Linked DNA regions of Gossypium arboreum: regions 2 and 3 are each linked to region 1. Evidence: chromatin contacts called from public Hi-C data. All regions are on one chromosome and are shown on one strand. The core of a region is the stretch at or near the end of the contact, and the rest is flanking DNA. Distances in the headings are between cores, read along the strand shown. Region 1 holds the start of LOC108461140 (GLABRA2 expression modulator). Region 2 holds the start of LOC108467161 (probable glucan 1,3-beta-glucosidase A). Region 3 holds the start of LOC108461379 (ATP-dependent 6-phosphofructokinase 5, chloroplastic).

Region 1 (4,085 bases), core at 432-2,931:
ATACTTTCAGTTATATTTAATATATGGGTAAGTTTTGAGCATCCCTAAAGATAAATCAGATGATACCCATGACTTAAGAAAACTAAAATGTTTAGACTTTAAATAATTAGCTATACGACTAAATGCAGAATAAAGGAACAACTAGCTTGCTTCTGATCCAAGGTCAACCACAACAGACTAGAAAGCTCTTACTAACCATTGAGAGAAATGGAAGCAATAACCACTAAATCTCTGGAAACTAATGCTACATCATGCCCCCCTCCTCTTTTTACTGAGCCATTCATAACACTAACTCTATGTTTGGGTAGATGCTTGTACAGAAGGTCCACCAGGTTTTCTCACCCCTGATTACCTCCCTCGGCTAGGGTGTAAATAAGTCACATTTTGCTTTGTCAAATATTTTATCAGCTCAAGTCTTTTGTTTGATTAAATGCAAGTCTATAACTCAAATCTTAAGCCTGCTTTATAAGAAGTGAACATGCCAATTGAGGAAACTGCAGTACCCTGACCTTAAATCTTACATCAAATTCTATTCTTTCCCTAGTAAATATTTAAGACACAAATGCTAACTCCAGCCAACACTTGACAAATCAATACTACATTTCCTAAAAGCATGTTAAAAACAAGAAAAAAGAATGAAGTTTATTACATTCTCTCCCTTTCCTTAATCACAATATCTAAAGTTGTCCAAAATTGCCAAAATGATGCTTCCCTAATATCCTATAGTACTCTTAGAACTAGCGTGCTATACAAAACACGAACCCTACCAAATAGTTCACCCAGATATTAAACCCTAATTCAGTATCTGAGATTTCAGCTTTCAGTAATATCAACCAGCCAAAATGACCAAGCGCTCGATATCAATTCTAACCCTAAAAGCCCAATCGCAATAGAATTCATACCAGATACAAATCCAACCAAGAGGGGAAGCACCAAATATTAAAAATAAACTAGAAAGCAATTGAAATTCTAAAAGAAAACAGAAAAAATACAGTGCTGCCACGTGTTCCCGGCCAGATCCTCTGCTTTCCTCGTCGCTTCTGCCACCTTCCTCCCCCATCTCCCTAAGACATCCTTCACTGTGTCCATCTTCTCTGGTTCCAAGTTCAGAAAAGAAATAATTTAATAATTAATTTAAAAAAAAATCAAAATAGAAATAAAATGTGTAATGGCTTGCCTTTGAAGGAAGCGGAAGAAGATTCCGTAGGCGGAGCATGAGTAACGTAAGGATTGGATCCGTCAGGAGCTGACATGGTGGAACTGTGATCCACAGCACGCGACTCGCTGATCAATTCCGGACTCCAATGAACTGATTTCCTCGATCCAGATGGTGACTGAACCGGTGATTGCTCGCTTTGAATCTGACTCACTTTCGGATTCTGAGTCTCTTTCTCTTCCTTTTCCTGAGGCTCTGATGTTGGAACCACAACAAAGCCCTCCGCATCCATTGCGGGATCCGAGTCTTTCAGGTTCGGTTCTCGGATCGGAGCTGAGCTGGAGTTGGGTTGCGTTTCTGTCTTCGTTTGTTCCATTGCTCTAGAATGTGCGAGGAAAAGCAGGCCGTGCGTAAAGTGGCGTGAGGGATCGTTTGCTAGAAGTTTAGCAGGAGAGGAGACTGTTATTGAAAGCTTTAAGTGTTACGGGCTCCACCAACTTTGTCCTAAAATCCAATTAATAGATCTAATTTCATCCAGGAATCTATATTATCTTTCAATTTTGTTCTTAAGTTACATATTTGGTTCAATTTTGATATTAGTTGCTGTACTTTCTGTTTGTTTATAATTTCACCAATTTTTGGTTGCAACTCACAAAAATAAATTTTAAAATCTAAATTGATTTTTTGAAAGTAAAATATTTTTAAGCAATCATTTTTGAAAACTATTTTCAATAAAATAAATATTTTAATTCAAATCTAAAATATTTTAAATATATATTTCTTTATTTTTATAGCAAATCTCTAGTTGTCGACTTTAAAATTGTTTCTTTTATATGTCAATGAAAGTTGATTTTAATGAAAGTTGATTTTAGAGGTGTTGCATCATATATATATATATATAGGAATAACTTACATATTTGTGTATTTTTAATTTATTTTTGTTTGTTATTTTTATTAGAAGCTTTTAATGTTTATTTGAGGCTCTCAAAGTTTGAAGTTTTATTATGAAGTTATTATTTAATTTTTTATTGAATTGATGTTAGGAATAAAAATATATATAGTGAATCCTCTTCAGCTTAAGTCCTCATCTTGACAAGCTTATATGGCATTTTACTGTTGATGGTTAGTATAGTGTTAAGTCAGCCTACATAACAGCGATGAGCATGTACTCAAACGTGAATGAATTGGCTCGGGATGGACCTTGGCAACAAGTTTGGCAAGTGCAAGTTCTCCTCAAGTGAAGGAATTCATATGGCGTTGCCTGCACCATTTTCTTCCTGTTAAAATGCCGCTACTTGAGACGTGTATTGCGGTGTCGGCCGAATGTTACCAGGGCCATGGGGATGAGGATGTTGAACATGTTCTGTTGCATTGTTGTAAAGCGCAGGCAGTTCGATGGCCTGCAAATATCCCTACCGATAATGTTACATAGAATGATTTTTTGTTGCGACGGTTGGCTTTGTTATGTGGCCATGCGCCGAGGGCTTGTGCTTCTGTGGTAAATTTGGTTAGCCCAGAATCTCGTTCAATGGCAGCATTGTGAGCTTTCTCCGTCTTGGGTTATCTATAATGCTGACTGTTTAGTGCAAGATTGGATGGTAGCCAACATGGTTTATACTTCTGCCACTGATCCGTCAGCCTCGGGTATGGTGGGTGTGGTTTAGGTCGGTGTGCGGGAGGGAGATGGCTTAGGTGGTGATACTCGTTCCTTGTTCGTATGGGACAATATGTTGGCAGTCACCTCATCATGGTTTTATCAAATTTAACGTTGATGTCCAGGAGTGAAGCTAGGCCGAAATTAAATTGTAACTTTTACTATAATAATTTTTAAAGGATTAAATCAAAATTTTATCATTTTTAGTGGGGCCAAAGTACAATTCTACCTTTACTAATTTATAATTTTAAAAATTTTAAAAGATCAAAATGAAAAATTGAGTCGGGACCCCTGCCAATCCCCTTAGATTCGCCCCTGTTGATGCCTCAAATTTTGAAGACAAACATGCTATCGAGGTTGGCGGTGGTTATTCGCGACAATCATGGTCACCTAGTAAAAGGCCTTACGGGGTTTGAAAGGGCGTCGTTCAGTCTTAGGATAATAGAGGTTTTTGTTGTCAGGGAGGCTTTGTCGTGGCTAAAATTTTGGCATCTTGGCCATGTCATCATCATGTTGGATTGTATGTCAGTTGTGCATGTGTTGACTCGACCCATAGACGATGATTCTGAATTCGATTGTTTAATTTCTGATTGCTTGGTGTTATGTTCATTGTTTTAGCATTATCTTTTTGTTGGGTTCATTTGGCTAATAGATAGCTCATTTTCTCTTTCAGATAGCCTTCTTACATGTAAACCACACTGAATGAATTGTTTTACTTGTTTATTTCTTAGAACCTTTGAATGTTAATAATCTGGTGAACTCGTTTGACGGGGATGTAGAATAATAGATTATTGGTGTATGGGGTGAGCCTGCTGACTCGGGTTTAGTGATCCTCCCCGTTAGTCATCCTACAGTTCTTTTATTTTCTTGGATTTTGAATACATATGGTTTTTTCTTAATAAAAACATTTGTAAATTAAAAAAAAAAATTATATATATTTTTATTAAGAATCAAAAGTTATATTATTTCAATCAATAAATTTAATGAAACCAACTTAGTTTAAAGATTGTGAAAATTGAACATCGATAATGACAATGAATCGCAAAGAAAGAGAGAAAAATAGAACATATAGAATTTTAGGTGAAAACACTTTCGAGGAAAAAATCATGGGGAGAGAAAAAGAAAAATTTACTATATCGAATTCGAATAATACAAGAGGAGTATAAACTATGTCTATTTATAGACTTGTAAAACTATATTCTAATCAAAGTCTAATAGAAATAATGCGTAAATTAAAACACTTATTCTAATCAAATATCAAACATGTTTCTCGTA
Region 2 (4,085 bases), core at 1,064-3,563, 260 kb after region 1:
ATATGCCAATGCACACATTTTGGTCATGCTACAATATGATAGCTTTATTCTCCATAGCAAAACAGTGATTAAAGAAGTTTGTCTTAATCTTTCAAATGTGACAATTAAACCTGGCTCAATACACACCCACTACAAGCAATACTGAGACCTTAATCCTGTGATTAACCAGCAATATAGGCTAAAATATTGGGTGTTAGAATATTTTAACCATATTATTCAAGAGGCAGTGGCAAGAAAACTGTTTCCAGCATTATTTGCAGCCAACATACTGAAGGGTAATAGTTGATTCATCAAGACAAATATGAAGAGCATTGGTATCATACCTGCAGATAGGTTCCACTCTTTATTTTGATATGAACTTTACCGTTATTATTTCTTTCAATTTGAAATGTTTCAGTTGAAGAAGCTGAGTTTGCTGTTGCAGATACAGAGCATCCATTACCATAACATGTAAGGAATTGACCTTGTGTGGTGCGGAACTGAAATTCCAATTCAGAAACTCTCCATAACTGCATGACAAGAAAATTGTTTAGATGATAAATTTCATTGCAGACTCTTATGGTACCAGTCAACAAAACAAGAATGACCATTTTCACAATCATTAATAGTGACTGATAAATGACATGAAACTCTACAATGCTTAACTTATTAAGAAAAGTAACAAAAATGATGCACAACTATCTGTTTCACAAAAAACCACTTTCTACTACATTCATAGAGAATTGAGGAAAATGAAGGCATGCAGTTGTAAATTTGTAATAGACTTTCATTCATCGAGGTAACCAGGAAACCAATTTGTTAGGATAAGACATAGATGAGTTTTAGTATATGACAATATTGACAACATCGAGGCAAACAATGTACTAGCCTGCTTTAGACATTGCTAAGTAAACAGGAATAGATAATGGTTTCACTTACTATAATATCCGCAAGCAAGCATAACACCAGTAGGTCCAAACAGTGAATCAAGCTCAAGTTTAGCATACAAAACATGATCAAATTGTGAGATAAAGACCAGCAAATTTGATCGGCTTCTTACCGTAAAGGTTTCCCATGAAGATGCATCATCTCTATCAACTGAAATGTCCATCCCACCTCCATTCTCGGCAGAAACATATTTCTGCAACGTCACCGACTTGAATTGAACCTGTGTTCCATCCTACATTTCAATATCCATTAACATATGATTAGAATTTTCATGGAAAAAAACTAAGAAAACCCCATAAATCATTAAAAAATCAAAGTTTAATACTCACAAGCATGTCTCCATTGGGAATGCCATCAAATAGAGAAGGTTTGATCCAACCTTCTATAACCAACCACCCTCCTAAGTTCACCCCTCTCACTTTAGAACCTCCATGCACTCCCTCCACTTACAAAATTAAAAGAGAATTTCTTTAACAATTTTGGTCTTCTACACAATTAAGCATTTTCGTTTTTTTTTTTTCAAGATACAACAAGTAATCCAAGGAAAAGAAAACCAAGCTTTAAGCTGACCTGCAACTGCTACAGAGAAGATTAGCCAACAACAGAGTGAAAATAAAAATACCCATTTGCTAAAGACAAGTTCCATGAAGAATGCAGCCTCTTAACTGCATCAAACAAAAGCTAAAACATGGAATCCATTAAATCCAACAGAAAAAAAAAAGCAAAAAAGGAAGAGAGAGGGAGAGATTAAGCAAAAACGTCCCTCTCTCTGAAAAAAAAGAACCATCCACTTGGGAGAGTATATAATAATCCCTTCCTATCAACCAATCTACACAAAATTCAACCTTGTAAACCATAATATTTAATTATTTAACATGGGTTTTGCATAAATATACTGCATTGGTATCAAAAACTCAATCTTCTCCCCATATCAAGACAGAAAAAAAAAAAAAAGGAACCCCATTAAAAATATTTAACAGAAGAAAAAAAGAACAATTTTCTACAGTTGTCAATGAATAAAAAAAAGAAGGGGAACCTGAAAGCTTCTCTTGATATCACATTTTTTAAAGGTACAAAACCCAAGAAAAAGTGGTTAGAAAGGAAGCAGCCTTTGGTTAGATTTGGAGTTAAGAAAAAAGGTTGGTCTTTTAAGCACAAAAGATTACAGTTTGAAGTTGAAACCGCCTTTAAAAGAGCAAAAAGATAAGGCAGTTGGTTCCCACCACTTCCCGTTATACATTCACATAGAAAATAAGAGTTCCTATTTTCTATATTTATGTTTTCTTCTCTTCCTGTTGATGCCCAGAGTCTTTAAACCCAGTCTCAACTATTTTCAAGTTAATACTCTTTTCATTTCTTTTTCACTATATCATTATTACTACCGTAGTACAGCAGGAGAATATGATTTTGAATACATTTGGACGGATTATCTTCTTGTCAATAGATTGAAAGGGGTTATGAATATGATAAAATAAAAAATCTATAGTAAATTTAATGTTAAAACAATAATAGAAACAAAATTTATTGAAAACCCTTTGACCATATTTTAAATATTATCAAACTAAATATATATTTTGGAATTATCAAATTATATTTCTAGACTATTTCTTTTTAATACATATGAAGACAAAAATTCAAATTAGTAGAAATCATATATATTATTAACTCTAAATGTTACACTTGTAAGATCCGCACATTATTTTTATGAGAGAGAAAAGAGCTTGAATAGCCCTTGGCTTAATGGAGGTTTGGCTATTGGTTTAATGGAGGTTTGGCTAAGTTAAAAATATTGTTTTTAAGGGATAATATTAAATTATAAATTTTGAAAAGTTAAAATTTATATATTTTTATTATTTTAAAGAGATTAAATTAAATATTTTTAAGGGAGTAAAGTATAATTTTATAATATATTAACTTCTAATTATAAACTTTTTAGGAGATTAGAAGGGAATGGTCTATTTTGAGAGGATAAAGTCCCTATCTGTCCCTATATTTGCTTGTTTGAAGAAATTTGGAATTCAAATTTAATTTGATGTAAATTATAAGTGAATTCTTTTCGTATTTCATTTTAGTTAAAGTTTTAAGTTAAATTTGTTAAGAGTATTATTTTTATGCGTGTATTATTATATAAGTTAGCAATAAATTAATTTAATTGGTAATATTTTGTTACTCTTATGACTTATTTTTAGCAAAGAGAAAGGAAAATTTTTCCTTTAGTTTGAAGAGGTTTTGTTTTTTACACAAATTTTTGCTCATCTTTCTAATTTTAAGTTTAAAATTGTACTAGCTATTCTGTATTTTATGCCTAATTGTTATAATACATATGTAATAAATAAGTTTCTTCCTCGTGTTATTATACTAATAACCTAACAAGGCATTAATGTTTCTTATGTCATAGTTATGTTCATATTATTATATTTTAATGGGTAAACTACTCCATTAGTCACTCAAAATGATAATCGTTCCTACTTTGGTTTTGTTTATTTGGTCACTATAAAAAAAGAAATTGATCAAATTGGTCACTTTAATGGAAAAACTAACAGTGTATTTTTACATATTATTTTGGGCTGACCAAAATAAGAACAACTCCTATTTAGAATGACTAACAAGTAGTTTACCTTAATTTTAAAATGACTAACATGAAAACGTACAATTAGCATTATGTTACCATCAATTGGTGGAGTGACAAATTTGATCAATTTTTTTTTGAGTGATCAAATTAACAAAAAGAAACTAAATGATCAAAATAGGAATAACCTCTATTTAGAGTGATTAATAAAATAATTTATGGTATTTTAATTTTCAATTCCTTTATAATTATAATATCTAATTATAATTATAATTATTTGAAGGTTAATTATGTATACCTATAATCATACTTAATACTTTACTTTGTTAAAGGGGGAAAAGAAAAGGTTGTGAATAATTGATGGATTGAAGGGCAAAAGGAATCTTATGCAACCGACCTTTTTTGACACCAAATTATGTCGATATTATGGGCGGTCTATCCTTTTTGCTTCTCTCTCTTGTCACCCTTTTAAGGGTCTCGACCCATCTTTTATTTAGAAATGACAAATTTGGATACTATTCAAAGATTTTAAATGAATTGTGAGAAAATGTTTTTTTTAAAATGCTATTGAGAGATTTGATATAAGATT
Region 3 (4,085 bases), core at 489-2,988, 190 kb before region 1:
ACAATTGCAGCCTTCACTTCTTCTGGTTTGAAATATATTTTCTCTCGAGGCCCAGCACGATGAACCCTAAGATGATATGTAATGTTACATAATATCATAACTGCCAAATGAACTACAAAGTTTCATACATTAAACAAAGACAGTGATAAGGGAATATAAAACATGGTAACAAATGTGGACACCTGATGACAGTGGACATATAAGTTACAAAATCTACTAGATCAATACAAAAGTTGGGAAACAATATTAAAAGCAATATAACATTATTTTACCACATATTATTAAGTATTGTAGTGAATGCAATAGAATGCATGAGTCTATGTAAACCTATAAATAAGTAGAGAATTATGCTTACCATTGTTCAACCCAAGTACAGTTAGGATCAATGCACTCCGCACCGGCAGATGTAGGAGACGAGTAATGTATGACCTGAAATATTTAAAGATCAGAATCTTGACCAATCTAGTCTAAATGCAGACGACTAACCGAAGCAAATGAAAGATTATTTCTGCAGAGCTCGAACAATTAAACCAATATCTTGATTTAAGATATAAAGATAAAAACAGAGAGACAAGCAAACCAGAATTTACTTCTAAAGGAGCAAGACAAGTAAATTTCTTTCCTGAAATTATTTAAGCCATTTCAGGTGATTTTGAATTCACATTTCAAACAGATACTCAACACATGGAAATTATCAATTTTGAACATGATCTCCAAGCTCTAAACGATAAGCTCATGTAAGAATTTCAATTCTCCATAACACAATTCAGCAAAACATCAGTGAAATTTAAATACATATATATGGAAAAGATATTACCTTAAGAAGCACTCTATCGTTATTATTAATATAACCATGCCATTCCTCATCCGACGGATAGCCTTCCGCAAAATCCTCAGTTACCGGAGTTCTGTAACAAAAAAAAAAAAAAGAAGATCATTTAAGTTCTATTTGCTAAGTTCAAAATAAATAATTACTTCACAAAATAAATTAATAATTAATAAGATAAATGCCATCAAATTCATTGAACTCCAAAATAACTACAATATTTTAGAATTTTCTCACTCTCGGGAGTAAAAAAAAAAAAGAAAAAGAACACTCACAAGAAGTGAAAATCAGCTGGAAACAATTTCAAAAAAACAAGGAAAAAAGGAACTTTTTTTTTACCTCATTCTGAGACAGAATGTGGAAGGAAACGACTGAGCATCGGGGAAAGTATCGGTGATGTGAGGAATATTAAAGCGTCTTTCGAAATCTTGCTGGAACTTTGACTTCCAATCAGGATCACTAAAATCGATACAATTTTTCGAGCTCTGTTGACTACATTCAACCTTGAAGAAACCACTAGTACTCCTCTGCGATCTCAGTGTACCGAGATTCAAGGAACTAAATCCATGGCGGAAACGGAGGAGACGACGGTGAACGTTGTCGTTTCGAGGGAGGCGGAGTTTCGGAGAAGCCGAAGTGGTGATCGTATGGGAAAGAGTTTCCATTAAACGACAAGTAAAGTTGAGTTTTTAGCTTTCTTTTTTTCCCTTTTTGTTTTGGTAGTTGCAGAGTCTATGATCAAAGATTCAAAGCTTTTTATTTTTTTTTTGTTTTTTTTTTTTATTTGGGAAAGCGGGGTATTTGGAGGGAGGGAGGAAAAATAAGAGGAGACAGAGAAAGCAGACAAATCGAAAACGGCAGCCGGTTTTGGCCGTACCTACTACAAAGTGTTTTGGCTTATAAAACCGAGGAGGCTTAAAATTCAACGGAGTTGCCACTTCTTTGACCATATTAACCTTTTCAATTTTTTTATTTTGATTAAAATTTGGCTTTTTTATCCTATAATACAAAAAAATAATTAAATATTAAAATGGTATTCTCTTGACATTATTTACCAAAATGGGTTGAAGTAAACAGTACCGAAGGGTTGTGCCAGAATTGGTGTCGACACTAATTTTTTTTTCTCAATCATTTAACCATATTAGCTAATAATTTATTTAAAAAAACTAATCTTATTTAAATGGTAGAGAGGCCATATGCAACGGTACCTATATTATACACCTATACCAGGCAAAATTGGGTTTGTACGGGTAAAAAAGGGTGGAGGGGCATTCATTGGTGGCACTAGGGTTGGAGAGCACATGTCAGGTGACACTAGAAAGAAGAGAGAGGCCGTCAGGCGGCACCATTGGGAGGAGGGACTGTCATGTGGCACCAGACCATTATAAATTTGAGTTGAACAATTGTAGCAATTTGTGTGTTTTCTTGAATTGTTGAAGTAATTTTTTTGTTTTGCTGAATGGTTGTAGCAGCTAACCGATAAGAAGAAAGGAAAGGATTTTTTTTTTGTAGAAGAGAAAACAAAGAAGAAAAGTCAGAAAGATATGTAAGGTTTGTACAGTGATTAATTTTTGTTATTATAATTTTTTACAGTTGAATCTTGTTTTGTTTTTCAAATAATTATTGAGAAATTTAATTATGTTTAAATATTTTTACATATTTAGATTGAAGATGGATAATCAATTTTTGTATATGTTTATTTCGATGGAGTAATTTTAACAAAAACAATTACTTGTATATTTAAATTTTGCCAACAAATAATTATGAGATTTAATAGAAATGTGTTGATTAATGATATGAAAAAAATGATCAATGCAAAAATTGTTAGCCGTTGTGAGAGAAGGATCTCGAAACTATACTACAAATTTCCAGTTTCGCCAAATCCCATCAAATTCACTAAGATGGAACTTGTAGATGATGAAGAAGTGGATACAATGGTCGCATTTTATTGCCAGAATCAGAGTGGCCACACTGAACCGATTTAACTGTTTGCTGAGTTAGTTAATGTAGAGTCAGCTGAAGATGTCATTCCACTAACTAAAGAACATGGAGTTCAAGATCCGTATACGGATGTTCTGAGAGTGTCTATTGATAGGCGATCATCTGTACGCAGGTTCAACATCGATTTTAATGTTCCACCTGCGTCTAATACTCTTAACCTGAGTCCCCGTTTACAAATACATCAGATGGTGATTGAAAGTGATATAGATGGTGAAGATGGATATGATAATAATGGTCCTTTTGATCATAAGGTTGAAGATTATAGTTATCCCGATCAAGATGAGGTCCCAGAAGATATCGACAATGAAGGCGCTAATGATAATGAAAATGTTCACGCATCTTCAGTCAGGAACCCAATTTGAGGCATTGTCATACACAATGATCCTAGGGCCCCACATGTTGATTGTAGATTCCGATACGACACATGCAGCTGAGTTCCTTGAGTATCCCGATATGCTACCTGTTCACCGATTAGCCACAGATCCCAAACGTAAGGAGTTGTTTATGGGCCAAAAATCCGCGACCAAGGAAGACTACATATTTGCCATCAAACGGTATAGCATGAATATGTCAATTGACTACAAAGTTATCGTGTTTAAGCTGATATTGTATATTAAGGTGTGTTGGAGGTTGGCAAAAGGGTGCAATTGGCAAGTACGAGTTGCATTTATCCAGAAGTCACAAATGTGGAAGATCCATAAATTTGTTGGGCCTCACACATGCACTTTTGCACGTATGACACAAGATCACCTCAAACTTGATGTGAAAACTATCTGCAACTGCATCTTGTCAGTGATTAAGGACATGCCGACCATTCCTATGTCGGTACTGATTGCCGAAATGTAAGAATTATTCCAGTACTGAATGTCATACCAGAAAGCATGGATAGTTAAACAGATGGTCATGAAGCAGTTGCATAAAGATTGGGATGTGTCGTACAATAAACTACAATAGTGAATAGCCGCTATGCGAGAGTTCGTGCTAAGGACTATGTTGAATTACAAACACGACCTTATGACAGCTCGGACAACCAACTACAACCGGGAAGAAGAATTTTTCATTTGATGCGTGTGGGCTTTTCCCCACTGTAGGCCGCTTGTGTAGGTTGATAGAACCTGGTTATACGAAAAATATGCACAAATCCCACATATTATAGTTGATCAAGATAAGAACCAGAACTTGCTCTTGATAGTGTTTGCCATTGTGGAGTCGGAGAATATGGAATCATGGAAATTCTTCCTGACGAACTTGCGTACGA

Evidence for each region. Hi-C and Micro-C count contacts between places; a contact is called where the count stands out from the background.
Region 2: a Hi-C map of leaf shows a contact between it and region 1, with 3 times the contacts expected there. The contact joins the promoter of LOC108467161 here to the promoter of LOC108461140 in region 1. A contact is called at or near these places in 3 of 5 Hi-C or Micro-C datasets (all in leaf).
Region 3: a contact with region 1 is called in a Hi-C map of leaf, with 3 times the contacts expected there. The contact joins the promoter of LOC108461379 here to the promoter of LOC108461140 in region 1. A contact is called at or near these places in 2 of 5 Hi-C or Micro-C datasets (both in leaf).

What each region holds. Positions count from the first base shown.
Region 1 is chr2:6,593,864-6,597,948 of ASM2569848v2, reverse strand. LOC108461140 (GLABRA2 expression modulator) reads right to left here and starts at 1,681. Exons shown (of 4, transcript XM_017760863.2): 1 at 1,178-1,681; 2 at 993-1,094. The coding sequence starts at 1,532.
Region 2 is chr2:6,339,249-6,343,333 of ASM2569848v2, reverse strand. It overlaps LOC108467161 (probable glucan 1,3-beta-glucosidase A), which reads right to left and starts at 2,313. Exons shown (of 11, transcript XM_017767706.2): 1 at 1,964-2,313; 2 at 1,498-1,592; 3 at 1,257-1,372; 4 at 1,040-1,159; 5 at 324-509. The coding sequence starts at 1,573.
Region 3 is chr2:6,782,304-6,786,388 of ASM2569848v2, reverse strand. LOC108461379 (ATP-dependent 6-phosphofructokinase 5, chloroplastic) reads right to left here and starts at 1,738. Exons shown (of 13, transcript XM_017761219.2): 1 at 1,166-1,738; 2 at 818-908; 3 at 356-429; 4 at 1-66. The coding sequence starts at 1,491.